Regions from separate parts of the Mus musculus genome. Here all the other regions are linked to region 2. The links are chromatin contacts, called in public ChIA-PET and promoter capture Hi-C maps. All regions are on one chromosome and are shown on one strand. The core of a region is the stretch at or near the end of the contact, and the rest is flanking DNA. Distances in the headings are between cores, read along the strand shown.

Region 1 (4,301 bases), core at 105-2,604, 670 kb before region 2:
GGCGTCTGTGACTTCCTACGCGTCCTCTCCCTCTTCTCTAAACCGGGTAACAATTTGTTTTCTTTGCACGCAGTTAGGGTAGGAAGGCCAGGCAGTGAAAACAAAACAAAAACGAGAGGCAGCTGGAGAGCGCCCACTAGGTTTCTAGATTCGAATTCCATCTCCACCACTTCCAAGCTGAGGTACATTTGCACGAATGGCTTAGTTCCTCTCGTCTCGTGCTTCGATCTCTCCATAGAGAAAATGGGGGTGAATGGTACACGTCTCATTCCTAGGAGGATGTAACTGAAAACTGAGCCGTTGAGACAAGAGAAGGCAAGCCGAATTGTCTTGGTTTACCGTAGGAGTTTAATGAGGGCTGCCTCTATTATATAGAATACTTTACTAAAGTCTCATGTAGAGCTCAGACTGACCTTGAACTTCGTGATGTATCTAAGGCTGACGCTGAAATCCTGATTCCTGCGTGCTGGGCCAGTGTACAAACGTGGCCTTTGAATAAACGTAGTATTGCCTCTCTTGCCGCAAATTCCCAACCCTCGACTTCCTCTAACTCTTCTCCAGCCATCAGGATACAGCCCCACCCCCAACCTGAGAAAAGATTCCCTCTTTCCTCGTCCTGGTCCCAAAATCCAGCCCGATCCCGTCTTTAGCGGGAGGCTGTCGCCTTTCTCACAATTCCAAACCGGGGCGGGGGCGGGCCTGGAGGAAGCTGCAGGTTTGACGCCACAGCCCCAGAGCTGCCCTGAACCGACTTGAATCCCTGGGGATTTGGAGAGACAGCCTCAACTCGTTCAGGGAGACATGGCATGTAGTAAAAGTCATTCCAGAGCTTGAGGCTGGCCCTCAGTGGGCAGGGCGCTCTCTCAGGTCAGTCCCAGCCACCACATAAACCAGATATGGCACACCTGTCATCCCGGCTCTCAAGGATCAGGAGCCTAAGTCATCCTCGGATACATAGCTGAGTGCTATAAAGGAGCTGGGAGATAGGAGAAAAAAACGAAGAGGAAAAAGAAAGAAAGCGTAAAAATCGTTCTAGTTTCCCAAACTTCAGCACTAGTGGGGCGTGGCCGTGAGGAGGTGGGGCGTCTGTTTAAAGAACTGGACAGTAAGTAAGGGCCACTTGGAGATGCCAAGGAAAAGAAATAAAGAGAACAAGACAAACACGCGCGCGCGCACATGCACAGGCGCGCGCGCACGCACACACACACACACACACACACACACACACACACACACACACAGAGGTTCAAAGGGAGCGCGGCTTCCGACGGGGACTTGTTCCAAAGGGGCTGGTTGAGCGCCTGGGAGGTTCCTATGGAGGCGGGGCCTGACGGAGAGGGCCTCGATGGGGCGGGGCTTATAGGGGCGGAGCCAGGGGCCGGGGCTGGGCACCAGCCAGGTGAGGGCAGCGGAGGCTGGGCCTAGCTGGGGTGTGGGCATTTCGCTGCTCAGCGGCTGAGCCTTCAGGTTGAGTCCCGTCGGATTCCCCGAGTCCCCTCCAGGTAAGTGAGGAGGTGGTCGTTGTAAGATCCCGGGCTCCCTACTGGTCAGGGTGGAGCCATCAGCCCTTAGGGAGAACCGGAGGATCTATCCAAGACAGTCTGCGGGCGCCGGAATAGCTCTCCAAGTGAATAGCCACGCGTCATGCGTGTCCGGGAACCCAGGCGTGTCTTAGGTGGCCCTCGCGCAGCTCCCAGCGTGTTTCCTGCTCTCTGCGGAAATACTCTTGGCTTCCACTTTCGTGTACGCCATCGCAAATCCGGATCTGCCCCTCCCTCCCTGGCTGGCTCCAAAACCTTTCCTAAACTCCCCTGTGGTCACTGGCTAAAACGGGGCGCGCCTCTTACTGAGTGGTCTCCCCTCCTGGCCTCTTTTTCTGGTCCACTCCTCACCCACATCAGCATTTTGGTCCTGTGAAAAGATCAAAATTAGCCCGTCTAACCGCCTCACTCTTCATTCTCCATACCCCACCACCACGGACCTCTCAGGCATCCCAAAACTTGCCTCAATCTAAACCTAGGTCTCAGCTCCCAAGTTACCGCCTCCTTTCATACTTAAAGAACGCCAGTCCGCGTGGGGCTGGCAATATAACTCAGCTGATGAGGGCGCTTGTCCCTAAAGCCTGCTAGCCTGAGTTCCGTCCCTGGAACGCACGTGAAGATGGAAGGAGAGAGCCTTTTCTACAGATTTGTCCTCTGACCACCATCCTCGAACCTGGGCACCCGGTCTGTCATTTAAATTAATTTTTATATAATGTAAATGAATTTGAATGTTGTTTATTTAAATAAAATTTAAATTAAAAAAAAAAAAGCCTGCTCCCCCTAGCCTTCCTTCTCGAATCTTCCTGTCTCATGGCTTAAACCAGGAGGGACCATTAGAAATTATCTTCGTTCATCTCTCTGTTGGTTGTTGGTTGTAGCTGGAATTGGGGTAACTGAGCTTCCAGGGACAGGCTGATACACAGTAGGTCTTAAATCATCCATATCAGCTTAGTGTGAAAAGTGAGACCCCCCAGATCCCAACTCCACCTGAATCTGTGGAGTGTCTGCTGGAGACTACACCCCTGAATCTTTGTGCAGCTGTGCACAGACACAGTAGACCCACAGATCTCCCTCAAGTCTGCCTATTCCCTTCCCTGTTTCCCCACCCCTACGCTCCCCCGCCCAAGTAAATTATCCCCCAAAAGACCCAGACAATGACGACTCCATCGATTGAGATTTCCAAACTTGAACTAGAGTTTGCGCCTGCCCCCATTCCTCCATTGGCTACTGGAGAAACAGAAAATTCTATATGAGGTGTGAAGTTCAGGACCATGGGGAGTGGGAGGGGGCGGAGTTACCTAGGTGACAAACAGGAAGTGTGCATATTTTGGAGCACACCTGGCTTTAGGTATGCAGCGCGTGCAGCAGCTTCCTCCTGCCTCACCCACCCCACCCCACCCCACCCCCAGGGCACAGGTCTCAGCTGAGGTCGCCTTGCCCCCCTCCCCTCTTTCCAGGAAGTAGTGACTCAAGAAGCAAGAATCCTGCTGTGCACCTCTTCCCAAAGCCTGGGCCTGGGTCACTTCTAGACTCCTAGACTCCTAGACGGCATCTGGAGATAGGGAGACAGACAGACAGACAGACAGACAGACAGACCACACACACACACACACACACACACACACACACAAAACCCTCCCATCCAATATGATTTTTCTGACGTATTTGAGACACAGGCTGACGCTTGTGAAATAATGTCTAAGACCTAAAACCTAACTATCATATACTAACAAAATTCCCAAATACATGGAGAAACTCAAAATGTAAAATTGTAGTCTCTAAGTTTGAATTTCAAATGGGGATGGGAGGAAGGAGGGCTCAGCCTGTGGTTCGGTAGTAGAGCCTAGCATGCATGAAGCCTCAGGTTCCTGACCAGCACTAAACAAGCCCAGCTTGGGGGTTCCTGCCTGTCATCCCAGCACCGGGGAGGTGGAGACAGGAGTTCAAAAGCATCCTGGGTTATATAATGAGTTCCAGCCAGCCTGGGCTACATGAGACCCTCAAAACAATAAACAAAAATTGTGTTTTGTTGGAAAGTAATATATAACATCTTACATCTTGGCAAGGAGCCCACAGATGTGCAGTTCCCATCAATAAAATCGAATATTATTGTTCAATTTTATTTTTACTGTTTGGAAAACTTTTTCAGATTGGGTCTCACTCTGTAGCCCAGACTAGCCTTGACTTAGGACCTGAGGAGGGTGGGGGGAACATTTCTATGACTGTCTGATTAAGCAAGCTTTATTTAGTCTGGCCAGATGGCTGCCTCACCCTAAGTTGGGATTTCAGAGAGCAGCCTCTCAATGGGTTCTGCCACCCCTTTTATGGGGAAGGGTTGGGACTGATAGAAGACAGCTGTTGAGAGAATTGGCTGTTAGCACCTGGACAGAAGACTGGGGCACTCGGGGCTCAAAGCTGCCTTTGAGAACTGTGAGAGAATACATCATGTGAAAAGGTGGGTGGGTATACCTTGTGGGGTTACAAGTTCAGCATAGGTTGAACAAAATGGTTTACAGGATACATTAGGTTTAGGTTTAGAAACTAGAAACTTATTCTTGTAAGGTATGGAGACTTTTTAACACATGTAGAGAGAGACATTTATACATACACATGTATATACACAAGCTTCGTCTAATGCTTGGCTGTGGGAGGCATGGAGACTTAGTAACAATATATAACAATGTGGCTCCTGCTTTGGTTTCACAGAGCTTCCTATCTCAGCCTCCAGAGTGCTGAGTTTACAGTCATAAGCAGCAGTAC
Region 2 (3,934 bases), core at 442-2,941:
CATAATGAAGATGTCCTGCTGCCAACATCCTTCCTTCTTCCTCAGACCACTCACTCTGGTCATTCTGGGAGTGGGGGGAAAACAAAGCCCTGGGCCCCTTAAAGGGTCCTCCAGGAGCCAGTCCAAACTGCCCAGTCTGCTCAGCTTTGTCCCAGGTCCTGGGCCTGTGCACTGGCTGAGTTCTTGCTTGGACGCTCTTCCCTAAAACTTACTTCTTTCAAATCTTAGGTCCAAAGATACACTGTCTAAGCGCTACTGGCAATGCCACATGCTACCTTGCCATGTTCTAGGCTCCTCTCACCCATTCTTAGTCATGAGGGTTGGTTTATTTTAGTTCTGGGTGAAAAGGAGAAAATGTCACCATAGACACTGGACATGTCTGTAAAAGCAGGAATGAGGAGGCCCAGGCAGGAGAATTCAGCTTTGGTCCATATGAGTTCCAGACCAATCACGTACAAAGAATAAGACCCCGTCTAAAAAAGAAAAAAACCCACAAAGCTGGGTGATGGTGGAACACACTTTAATACCAACACTTAAGAGGCAGATGCAGGCAGAGCTGTGAGTTCGAGGCCAGCCTGGGCCACAAAGTGAGTTCCAGGACAGCCAGGACTGTTAGACAAACCTTGCCTCAAAACAAGCAAGCAAACAATAACCAACCAAAGGCAAACCAAACCAAACCCAACACAAAAATAAGTAATAAAGAAATAAAGTTGTGTGTGGGGGGGGTCTTGTGTATGGTTGAATCGGAATGACCCCTACAGTTTCATGTATTTGAATGCTTGGTCCCCATTTGGTAGAACTGTTTGGCAAGGATTAGGAGATAAGTTTTCTTGGGGCAGGGGTGACAGTGGTGTGGACTTTAAGGTTTCAAAAGCCCACACAATACCCTGTAGTCTCTTTCAGCTTATGAGCCACAATGTAAGCTCTCAGCTGCTGCTCCAGCGCCATCCCGGTTTGCCTGCTGTCATGCTCCGCGTTACGATGGTCATGGTCCTCTGAAACTGGAAGCAGAAAACTTTTCCTTCTATTGAGTTGCCTTGGCCATGGTGCTTTGTCAGGACAACTGAGAAGTAATTAGGACAATAGGTCTCCATAGACAATTACAAGGCATCCATGCATCCATGGTGCACATCTGCTCAAGCTCACCTTGCAACCGAACAGGGATCTACATGATGTCCACTTGGCCGCTAACCCCTCCTGCGGCACTTCGCACCCCAGTGTGGCTCCTTGTACTCCGGACCACCCACCGCCAACCCGTTCTCACATGACCCCAAGACTTCTACCCGGCAGGGATCCTCCAGCGCCTTGGCCTTGGCAAGTCAACAACCTTGGCAAGCGTCCATCTCACAGGCCATCTGTAGCCTCTCCAAGCTTCCTAGGTTAGAGCCACACCCCTAACCGCTCACGTGAACCAAAGGCCTGCTTCTCTGGAACAATCCAGCCCTCGCGTTGCCGTGGTAACCATCACTTAGGCTTGCTTCACCTGGGGGACACTCAATTCTCCGCGCGGGCGCGGGGAATCCGACCAGTGTCTTCCGAGGGCTCGTCTCTGTCGTGCCTCCAGACTACATTTCCCAGGAGCCTTCGCGGCCTAGCCCTTCTTTGGTCTTCCGCCTAACTAATACATTTCCCAGAAAGAATTGCGGCAGCCACGGACCTCGACCTACAAGAGTCTAACTCCATTGCGGCTGACAGCGACCACTACATTTCCCAGGAGTCTCAGCAGCGACACCAACCGGAAGCGGCGGGCGAATTACTTGTCCTTGCGCGGCGAGTGAAGCGAGAGACTAACCATGGTGGCTCGAGTGTGGTCGCTAATGAGGTGCGTGGACAATCGTGGAGGCCCTGAGAAAGTTCGGGGCTGTAGGCATCTCTGCCTCGTGGCTTAGGGTCCTGCGACGGCTCACTTCCGGTTGTTACGGACCTTTCTCACGGTCTGTGTAGGGAAACTGGCTTCAGCCAGCCCTTATCACCCTACTGCTTCAATTTACTCTTAGGTGCAATTCAGATGCGTAGGCAATCCTGCCCATCTCCCTCCGTAGCTGACTTGAGTAACTTGCGGGGAAGCTCCGCCAGACACCCTGGAAGGTTTTGTACCAGGGATCTTGAGTGTCCATTATCCTTTGCAGGGTTTCGAATGACCCACCCTGTCTCTCTTTAAGACTCCGTTTACTGCTAAAAGTCGTGTCACAAAGGCAAATGAAATGATCAACTGGCCGGGAGTGGTGGCACACGCCTTTAATCCCAGCACTTAGGAGGCAGAGGCAGTCGGATTTCTGAGTTCGAGGCCAGCCAGGTCTACAGAGTGAGTTCCAGGACAGCCAGGGCTACACAGAAACCCTGTCTCGAAAAACAAAACAACAACAACAAAAAATGATCAACTGTCTGATCTCTGAGATCCTGCCCCCCACAGCGTCTCCCTTCATGTATTCCTGAAGGTTCCTCATTAAGGGAAGTGTGGCTGGAGGAGCAGTCTACCTTGTTTATGACCAGGAGCTGCTGGGGCCTAGTGACAAGAGTGAGGCTGCCCTGCGGAAGGCCGAGGAGGTTGTGCCACCAGCAATGTACCAGTTCAGCCAATATGTGTGCCAGCAGACAGGTCTGGAGATGCCACAGGTACCTTGGCTGGGAGTGGGTGGCCTACAGGTTGCTTCTGGGTGTCCTTGGGGCCTCCTCCACCCCTGCTTGGTGGAGTTTTGTGTTTCTGGGTTTGGGAGACAAGGCTGTGACCTGTTTCCCGTGTCAGCCCGTGTTCCTCTTTCTTCCCAGCTCCCAACCCCTCCAAAGATTAAATTTCCAAACTTCCGTGATTCCTGGAACTCAGGTAGGCCCCTATGCCCCTGCTTGGGGGGATGCCTGGGCACCCCAGCCTCTCTCCCAGCCCTGTTTACCTCATTGACCCTTTCTACTCCTCCATGTTTTCCTGTTTGTGTGCCTGTATATCACCTATGGAACTAAGTAGAAAGGACTGGGTATGGTGGCCCATGATTGTGACTTTAGTATTTGGGAGGCCGAGGCAGGAAAATTGTAGTTTCAAGGCCAGCTTGATCTATAGCCAGGACTACACAGGGACATCCTTTCTCAAAAATAGGAAAAACAAAATACTTAAAAAAACCCTAAGGGGTTGGGGTTGTAGATCAGTGGTAAAGATCTTTCCTAGCATGCATAAAGCTCTGGGTCCTGTCGTCAGCACCCCATAAATCAGGCATGGTGTTTGTAGGTCTGTCATCTCAGCACTCAGTGCAGGCAAGAGAATGAAGGATTTCAGGGTCATCTTTGACTACATAGGGAATTCCAGGCCATATGGGATATATGAGACCTTGTCTCCACAAAGAAAAGCTGGATATTGTTATACACACCTATAATCTCAGCACTGGGAAGAGCTGAGGCAGAAGGACTGAGAGTTTGAGGATAACCTTGGAATATATTAGTGAGATGAAACCTTTTAAAACAGAGCATAGGGAAGGGGTTGTGGTTTAGATCCACACTGGAACTTGTCCATCAGGAAAGGCTAGTCCCATTCCTCCTCCATGTACTGCTCTTGCACTCCCCAGGGGTTGGCTGGCTGAGTGGCTCTGGCAAGGTGGGGACCTTATGGCACCTGTGTGCTGTCTCTGCAGGCATCATCTCAGTCATGTCAGCCTTGTCGGTGGCCCCCTCCAAGGCCCGAGAATACTCCAAGGAGGGCTGGGAGTACCTCAAGGAACACAGCAAGTAATGGATGCCACCTGCCCCAGCATTATGGGGGTCAAGACCAGGATGGCAGAGACATCCCAGTGGGGACCTCACTCTGAGGGCAGCTTCCAGCATTGCTGGCCCAATAAAGGACTTGGGAATGGTCCCCAGCCGGTTTTCTGGTGGGGGGGGGATGTAGAGCCTTTGCTTTATGGGCAGAGTCCTGGCTAACAGGGATCTCTATGTTCCAGATGTAATG
Region 3 (4,184 bases), core at 11-2,510, 600 kb after region 2:
CCTTGTATTTGTCCAGCTTCTGGCCCTTGTACTTGACAGAGGCCCAGCCACAGCCAGATTTCTTGGCTGGGTTGACGAGCTTCTTGCAGTGTGTGGCCCAGGCGCTGGGTGAGTTGAAGACTTGTCCAGTTTCCTGCCACACGATCCTGCCATCCAGCTGCAGGTCCCCAGTAAACTTCCTGCCCTGCAGCGACAGAGGGGGCTGAAACACTTCAGTCCTAGTGATTCCTAACTCCTTTCTCCCTGAGGCTTGGCGTCCTTGTTCTTCTAAGGCTCCCAAGAGGTACTGTCACAGGAACTCCATCTTTCACACCAGTACTCCTGGCACTCCACACCCAGATGCACAACTTTAAAATTAAGTAATGGCAGCCAGAGCAGGCATAACGGCCCAGGCCTGTCAGCCCAACTACTGGGGAAGCTGAGGCAGGAAGCACACAACTTCAGAACCTGCTTGGAATACTTAATAAGACTGTTCTCAGAGGTAGAACTCCTGCCTAAAATTCCCAAGTGAGGGGTTGGTTGGGTGCAAGGTCAGGAATTGACCCCCTGCTTAGAATCCCGCAGTGAGGGGGCTGGGGGCATAGTCAGGGGTAAAGCTCCCTTCCATTCTTGGTATCACAAAGAGTTTTTTGGGCGATCATTTTAAATAACAGTACACAGTTTTGAAGCCATCATCTTCATAGAGAGCCTGGGAAGGAAGGCCTCATTTTACAGATGGGGAAGCCGCAATCACACAGATTGGTTGCCCGCGGACACACCCAGATGGCAGTGGTTATAGCTATGTGGCATTGTGATTAACACGGTTCCTCTGGGCTTCAGTTTCTCTTTATACGCTAGCAGTGGAGGACATGAACGGTCTCCGGGGGTCGCTCACCAGGTAGTAGATGGATAGCACCCCCTCACCGGGCTCCAGCAGCTCGTCTTTGAGCAGCACCCGAAGCGTGACCGCGCGCCTCGTGAGCGCGCCCCCTAGGGCCATCCCAGGCCCTGCCGTGCCGCCTCCGCTGCCACCGAGGCTGCCGCTGCGCCCTCCGCTACCCGTCCCGCGCTCGGGGTCCTCGGCCTCCGCGTCGTCCTCATCCTCCTCCGGCGCCTCCTCGGCCGTGGCCCCGGGAGACAGAGACTCGGGAGCTGCAGCGAAATAGCAACTGGCTGCAGAGGTCGCGTCCCGCTGCCCCGTCCCCGCCTGCGCGGACCATCCTACCTGCCATGGACGCTGTGTCCCGGCACAGCCTCCTCCGAGTGAACGGGCTCCTCCCCGCGCGGGGACACAGCAGTCTATTGGTTACTGAAAATGGGTGGGGAGGTTTGGCCCGCCGGGGGCGGAGGGGATACGGAGCGGTTGGGTTGTGCTTGCACTGGAGTTGGAGCGATCCGGTGCAATTTGGCGAAACTAAAGCTGGAGGTTGGGGGAGACCTGGAGAAGGAAACAGGCCCAGGACCTTCTCATTCAGGGACTAGAGATACCATACTCGAGGCCACCAGCTACTAGGTTGCAACTTTGATCCCTGAGCAGGAGTGGCTCAGCTTTCAGGAAAGAGATGGAAACCTTAGGTCTTGGGCCTGCCCACGCGCAGTTAAAGAAATGAGGGAAGACCTTGGGACACAAGGGAAACTGAAGCAGATGGTGAACTAGAGGGAAAAACAGACTCAGGACGCCGCCCCCCATCCCCTGCTCTCAGGGGGACTATACTCCCTTAGTGGGGCTGCATCCTGGAGCTCATGATTCCCTCAGCCTACAGCAGCGATGAAGGAAGCTGCTAGTGAGGCTAGTGCGCTAGCTAAAGGCAGAGCCCTTGATGGTTGGGAGCAGGGAAGAAACAGGTTTGTAAGAAATGTAGAGCCGCTTTAGGAAAGCAGCTGCGCGTTATAGCTGGATCGAAAGGTCTGAGCCTGGCCAGCTTTAGCCTTTCTAGGGTTAACTCAGCCCAATGGCAGTTCTCATCAGCCAATCACCAGGTGCCTCCAGCATCCAATCAGCGACAAGGGATGGTTCCCACTCAGCCAATCGGCGTTCACGTGTAATCAGCGAGCGGGAAGGGGCGGTGTTACTAGGCGCCCAAGGCCCTGGGCCTTTGTTCTCATCCTGATTTGTCCTTCATCACAGATTACCCCAACCCAGGGAGGTCTGAAAATCCGGGTGGCCTCAAACTGGGGAAAGAGGCAGGATGCTCTGGAAAGGTCTGAGTAATGAGAATCATTCTTTTTTTTTTTTAAGATTTGTTTATTTATTTATTATATGTAAGTACACTGTAGCTGTCCTCAGACACTCCAGAAGAGGGAGTCAGATCTCGTTATGGATGGTTGTGAGCCACCATGTGGTTGCTGGGATTTGAACTCCTGACCTTCGGAAGAACAGTCGGGTGCTCTTACCCACTGAGCCATCTCACCAGTCCGAGAACCACTCTTCCCTTAGCCCAGGCCACCAGACTTTGGGCTCCATAGTTTACCGCTTCCAAGTCCCGGCACAATATGCAGGTCTAACCATCTTGTAAACAGGCAAAGCCTTGAGAGAGGCTCCAAGTTCTGCTCACTGGACGTTTTCATCCTGTTTATCTTCCACCTCGATCCAAAAGGGACTTTTCTATGATGTAACTACTGCCACATCCTATCCTTGCGCTACAACAGTCCTTGGCTCCCGGCTAATTTTTCTTTTCCTTCCTTCCACTTGCAGTGATCCTCCTGCTCAGCCCCCTCCTGCTTACGTCATAGGCTTGCATCCCCACACCTAGCTCCCCTGTGGCCTTTGACACTTTGAAGCAACTACTGTGGCTTGACAATGTACAGAAACCTAAAGATAACATTGGTTGAAGATAAAGGAAGGTTGTGCCACTCACAGCCACTATCTGGGTCCCCATCTCCACCCTTTTACCTGTGTAAAGTCCAGGTGCCCTAGCTGGGAACTGAAGAAAATGAGTTCACAATCTGTTCTGCCTTTGCCTTTTGAAAATAGCATCTCGCAGGGCAGTGGTGGCCTGTGATCCTAGCACTTGGGAGGCAGAAGCCGGTGGATTTCTAAATTCAACGCCAGCCTGGTCTACAGAGTGAGTTCCAGGACAGCCAGGGCAATTCAGAGAAATCCTGTCTTGAACCTCCGCCACCCCCCACCCCCCCATCCCCAAAATAGCATCTCAGGCAGACCGCACTAGACTCAAGTTACTATGTAACTACGGCTGCTCCGGTCTCTTCCTCCCAAGTTCTGGGAAAACCCAAATGTACTACCACGCCTGGCCAAATTTACAATTACACACTGATCAATTGTACTGGAATTGACCTTAGAGCCTTGTCCTAGCCAGGAGCCAGGTACACTACCACCACAAGCCAGGCGCCCAGGCCCTCTCAAGACCGTTCTTAGTGGGGGGCCTGGGGGCGTGGTCAGGGCAGAACCTCAGCGCAGAATCACACTGGGAAGGGCTGTGTGTAACCGATAGAGCACTTACTCAGGTTGTGCAAAGGGCTTGAGTTGCTTCTACAGCGACAAGGGGAAAAAAAAAAAAAAAGTAGAAAGCTAAAGAAATAAACTGACTTGGTTTGCGGTTTGTTATAAAATTTCAAAGTACCAAAAGCAGTGAACGTCAGGCCTGCTGTCCCGCACCTGTCTGTCATTTCAGCACTTGAGAGGCTGAGGCAGTTAAAAATCAGCTTGGGGGGCTGGTGAGATGGCTCAGCGGTTAAGAGCACTGACTGTTCTTCCAGAGGTCCCGAGTTCAAATCCCAGCAACCACATGGTGGCTCACAACCATCTGTAATGAGATCTGAAGACAACTACAGTGTACTTACATATAATAGATAGATAAAATCTTTTTTAAAAAATCACTTGGGCTATGTATCGAGAGTCAAAAAACAAAAATCAAAACCACCACCACAGGGCTGGAGAGATGGCTCAATGGTTAAGAGCACTGGTTGCTCTTCCAAAGATCCCAAGTTCAATTCCCAGCAACCACATGGTGGCTCACAAGCATCTGTAATGGGATCCGACGCCCTCTTCTGGTGTGTCTGAGACAGTGAGTGTACACACACACACACACACACACACATAAATAAATAAATATTTTTTAAAAAACCCACTACCAAAACAAAAACCTAGACATGGTGGTGCACACCAGACATAGCAACACTCAGGAGACAGGAGGTTCAGATGTTCATTCTAAGCTACTTAACTGGAGGCCAGCAGGGCTACAGGA
Region 4 (4,229 bases), core at 957-3,456, 730 kb after region 2:
AAGTGTAAGCCGAATAAACCCTCTCCTCCCCAACTTGCTTCTTGGTCATGATATTTTGTCCAGGAATAGAAAACCTGACTAAGACAACGATCATTCACCACGGTCAAGTAGGTTTCATCCCAGGGATGCAGGGATGGTTCAATAATACGGAAATCCATCAATGTAATCTACTACATAAACAAACTGAGAAAGCATTTGACAAAATCCAACACCCCTTCATGATAAAAGTCTTGGAAAGATCAGGAATTCAAGGCCCATACCTAAACATAATAAAAGCAATACACAGCAAACCAATAGCCAACATCAAACTAAATGGAGAGAAACTTGAAGCAATCCCACTAAAATCAGGGACTAGACAAGGCTGCCCGCTCTCTCCTTACCTATTCAATAAAGTACTCGGAGTCCTAGCCAGAGAATTAGACAACAAAAGGAGATGAAAGGGATACAAGTTGGAAAGGAAGAAGTCAAAATATCACTATTTGCAGATGATAATGATATTACACTTAAGTGACCCCAAAAATTCTACCAGAGAACTCCTACAGCTGATAAACAACTCCAGCAAGGTGGCTGGATATAAAAGGAACTCAAACAAATCAGTAGCCTTCCTGTACTCAAATGATAAACAGGCTGAGAAAGAAATTAGGGAAATGACACCCTTCACAATAGTCACGGTACTATTACATACCTTAGTGTGACTCTAACCAAGCAAATGAAAGATCTGTATGACAAGAACTTCGAGTCCCTGAAGAAAGAAATGGAAGATCTCAGAAGATGGAATGATCTCCCATGCTCATGGATTGGCAGGATTAATATAGTAAAAATGGCCACCTTGCCCCATACAATCTACCGAGTCAATGTAATCCCCATCAAAATTCCAACTCAATTCTTCACACAGTTAGAAAGAGCAATTTGCAAATTCATCTGGAATAACAAAAAAAGTAAAACAAAACGAAACAGGATAATGAAAACTATTCTCAATGATAAAAGAAATTCTGGGGGAATTCACTATCCCTGACCTCAAGCTGTATTACAGAGCAATAGTGATAAAAACTGCATGGTATTGGTATAGAGACCGGCAGGTAGATCAATGGAACAGAATTGAAGACCCAGAAATGAACCCACACACCTATGGTCACTTGATCACACCCTGGTCACCTCCCCTTTGGGGGCCAGAATAGTTGGTGTTTGGGTTCATAGACCAAGCTGGTTTAAACTTTTTTTTTTTGGAGACAGGATTTCTTTGTGTATCCTCCCTGGCTGTCCTGGAATTACTAGGCTTAAACTTTTGATGTCCTGACTCCACTTCCCAAGTGCTGGCATAATGAGCCAGTGCAACCACTAAAGGCTGGGAATGTGTTAGTGTTTTGGCTACCAGTGTTTAGCTGAAAGAAGTGTGAGCAATTTAGATGAGTCTTTTTAAAAATGGATGATGCCTGGTGAATATCAACCAGGAGGTTTAAATTTGACCTGGATAGTCTGGATGCTCTTTTGGCTGTGAGGCAGGTGGATCACTCCACTTGAGGTTGTTTAGTGATCTGTGTATGCTAGAGACCTTGTGCCTAGATTAAGGAGCCTCCTGAGTGCAGCAGAGCAGGGACGACTGTGCAGTCCTGCTGTTAGGAAACATAATGGAGTGAGGTGAAGTAGCTTTGGCAGATCGAGCTGAAGTGTGTCCTGAGAAATTACGCCATGCATCTGGTGTAAAAAAGCTTTATTGGGGGGTGGGGGTTGGGGGACTGAGGTCCTGGCGAAGGGACAGAGGCAGAGAAGTGGGCATATGACAGGCAGAGAGAGAAAGGAGCGCACACCGGGAACAGAGAGACGGCCTGCCGAGTAGGGAGAGAGCTCCGGTGGCTGGTGGGTGGATACATTCATCCTGAAACAGACCGGGCGCGCCTGATGGCATCGGCAGGTGATGGCATCTGATGACAGAAGTCTCTGCTAGGTCCCCGAGAGTAGGCTTGTGGACCTGCCTGTACGCTAACAGGCGCAAGTTCTATGGCAATGCCTGTCTCTCCGCGTCTGAGACAGTTCTGTGCCTGAGCGGACACCAGGACTGGGAACCACTGTGCTGTGATACTTCACAGCCCTCGGTGACTAGGGGAGCTGTCACTCATTCCTTACTAGCCAATCACGGCCGCATGGATCCGCTAGCCAGAATGGGGAGAGCACTTCCGTTCCCTAATACTAAAGGTTCGGGCTCGGGTCTGAGGGAGGCTCTTGTGGTTCCGTGTCCTGGTCTGCCACCCGCTGCCGGGAGCTGTGAGGAGAGCGGGGCGAGCTCGGTCTCCACGCCATGGTGAGCGGGGCCGCCGTCCCCACGCGGGGAGGAGCCTTGGGAGACTGTGTGGGGTTCCTCCCGGGGTGCGGGAACCGGCGGTCAGACTCGCCGCCCGGCGTGATTGCGTTTGTTCACCTGAGGTCCCTGCACCTCCGGAGCGGAAGCCGGACGTCTGACTTCGATCCCGGGCTGCGCCTGCGCAGAGTGTGGGGCGCGGGTCCTGGAGTGAAAACATCCTTGTTGCTGACGTCACCATGCAGTGAGCGCCTCAGCTGCTTTTCCTGTGTCCAGGGAAGGCAGATGTGCTGACATGGAGAACCCTAGTTTCTCCGGTGTCTTCTACAAGTTCTGCACTTGGCACCTGAGGTTCTGATGTATGATCCGTCCGCAGTTAATTCTGTGCAGATGCAAAGTGTTTGCCATCGACACAGACTTGTAGATGCCTTGACCGTCCAGTAACGTGTGTTAGTAAGGCCAGGCTCACTGGGTTTCCTGGCCTCTTTCATCAACATTTACTCTATTTTAGTTGTGTGTTTTTTTTTCTTTTCTTTCTAAATTTTCTCTCATGTTCTGTTGATCTCTATTCTTTCCCAGGAAGTACTGTGCAGGCAGGTTTTCCCGGTTCTCTGAGAGAACTGGGTGGGGAGGGAAACAAGGGATAATAGCGAGCAATCAGAGAAAAGATACACACTTAAACCTGAGTTTGCAGGCCTCCAATTGTTTAATTTCTTCTTAGACAAGTTAGGGAAGGTTATTTTAAGGAAGCCTGTAACCCCTCTAGAGGAGTTAGTGTAGAGGAGTAAAGCTTTGTTCTCTTTATTTACTAAGACCAAACCTTCCTTGTTAGTTAGAAAAGACCTGTTCTGTCCCATAGTAAGGAGAAGTCTGCCTGCTCCTTCTGCTCTCTGCAGCTCTTTTTTTTTTCTCTTCCCTCTGCATTCTGTACATTGCTCTCATAGTTGTTTTTTTTTTTTTTTATGTTATCTATGGTTTCTAAGTTGTTCCACTCTGTATTCTCCTTCTAATCTTGCTCTCTCTTTCTGTTCAGATGTCACAAAAATGCTCTTATTCTCATTGCCTATATGATTTGATTTATGCCCCACAGGGTTGCCTTGGTCCAATCTTTCCTTCTTTGTAAAGGAAAAGTGTATTCTGAGCCCATGCATGTTGAGAAGTTATACTTTTTGTTTATTTTGATTTATAGAATTTGTATATTTTGAGTTTATATGATGTCAAAGTCAAGAGATTGCCCTTAGTATTCGACGAAACTTTAGACATTTAAACAGTGTTGGGACTGTGATATAATATGGAGATCTTTGAAATGAGAATAATTACATTTTGAATTATTGCTAGACTAGGAGCCTGTGATGGTTTGAATATGCTTGGCCCGTGGGAAGTGGCACTATTAGGAGGTTAGAGCCTCATCGGAAGAGGTGTGGCCTTGTTAGAGGAAGAGTGTGACTAAGAGGGTAGGCTTTACGGTCTGCTACAGCTCAAGCTTCACCCAGTGTAGAGAGCCTTTTCTTAGCTGCCTGTGGAAGAAAGTCTCCTGGTTGCAATTGGATCAAGGTTTAGAACTCTCAGCTCCTCTAGCGCCCTGTCTGCCTGCAGGCTGCCATGCTTTCTGCCATGATGATAATGGACTGGATCTCTGAAACTGTAAGTCAGCCCCAGTTAAATGTTTCATTTTATACAAATTGCTTTGGTTATGGTGTCTCTTCACAGCAACAAGACCCTGATTAAGAGAGAAGTTGGTACCAGGGACTAGGGTATTGCTGTGATAGGCCTAACCATACTTTTGTTTGGATGAATTCAAATTTTGGATCTTTGGGTTTGTAAACCTGCGGAGTACTTTAAGTGGAGCTTAATGGGCCATCCTAGCAGAAATATGGACGACATCAGTGCTGAGGGTGAATTGAATTCTGGTGGCCTGCCTGTCTCAAGAGCT

The links. Promoter capture Hi-C pulls out the DNA fragments that hold promoters and counts their contacts. ChIA-PET counts read pairs in DNA pulled down with a chosen protein or histone mark. Capture Hi-C pulls out chosen DNA fragments and counts their contacts.
Region 1: an RNA polymerase II ChIA-PET map of memory CD8 T cells shows a contact between it and region 2, with 53 read pairs. The contact joins the enhancer-like site here to the promoter of Micos13 in region 2. A contact is called at or near these places in 4 of 39 promoter capture datasets (the C10 cell line, liver and pre-B cells) and 4 of 115 datasets of contacts at active chromatin or transcription factors (bone marrow-derived macrophages, memory CD8 T cells, microglia and 1 more).
Region 3: a contact with region 2 is called in a promoter capture Hi-C map of adipose tissue. The contact joins the promoter of Mpnd here to the promoter of Micos13 in region 2. A contact is called at or near these places in 1 of 39 promoter capture datasets (hippocampal neurons), 1 of 115 datasets of contacts at active chromatin or transcription factors (memory CD8 T cells) and 3 of 9 other capture datasets (adipose tissue, embryonic stem cells and liver).
Region 4: a promoter capture Hi-C map of pre-B cells shows a contact between it and region 2, with 2.2 times the contacts expected there. The contact joins the promoter of Zfp119a here to the promoter of Micos13 in region 2. A contact is called at or near these places in 2 of 39 promoter capture datasets (liver and pre-B cells).

What each region holds. Positions count from the first base shown.
Region 1 is chr17:57,272,619-57,276,919 of GRCm38.p6, reverse strand. No RefSeq gene overlaps it. Among named protein-coding and RNA genes, the nearest start is that of Vav1, 4.3 kb to the left of the region's middle. Within about 2 kb of position 1,354, at least 206 of the 459 cell types and tissues checked have an H3K27ac peak or open chromatin away from gene starts, as enhancers often do. A contact at or near this core is called in bone marrow-derived macrophages, liver, memory CD8 T cells and 3 more, where this site is marked.
Region 2 is chr17:56,607,528-56,611,461 of GRCm38.p6, reverse strand. It overlaps Micos13 (mitochondrial contact site and cristae organizing system subunit 13), which reads left to right and starts at 1,691. Exons shown (of 4, transcript NM_153152.4): 1 at 1,691-1,822; 2 at 2,439-2,616; 3 at 2,770-2,824; 4 at 3,621-3,934. The coding sequence starts at 1,794. The coding sequence ends at 3,718. It also overlaps a transcript of Rpl36 not described here.
Region 3 is chr17:56,006,277-56,010,460 of GRCm38.p6, reverse strand. Mpnd (MPN domain containing) reads right to left here and starts at 1,260. Exons shown (of 13, transcript NM_026530.5): 1 at 1,205-1,260; 2 at 875-1,131; 3 at 1-184. The coding sequence starts at 1,211. It overlaps Stap2 (signal transducing adaptor family member 2), which reads left to right and starts at 2,325. Exons shown (of 14, transcript NM_145934.3): 1 at 2,325-3,044.
Region 4 is chr17:55,876,930-55,881,158 of GRCm38.p6, reverse strand. It overlaps Zfp119a (zinc finger protein 119a), which reads left to right and starts at 2,206. Exons shown (of 4, transcript NM_144546.6): 1 at 2,206-2,299. The coding sequence starts at 2,297.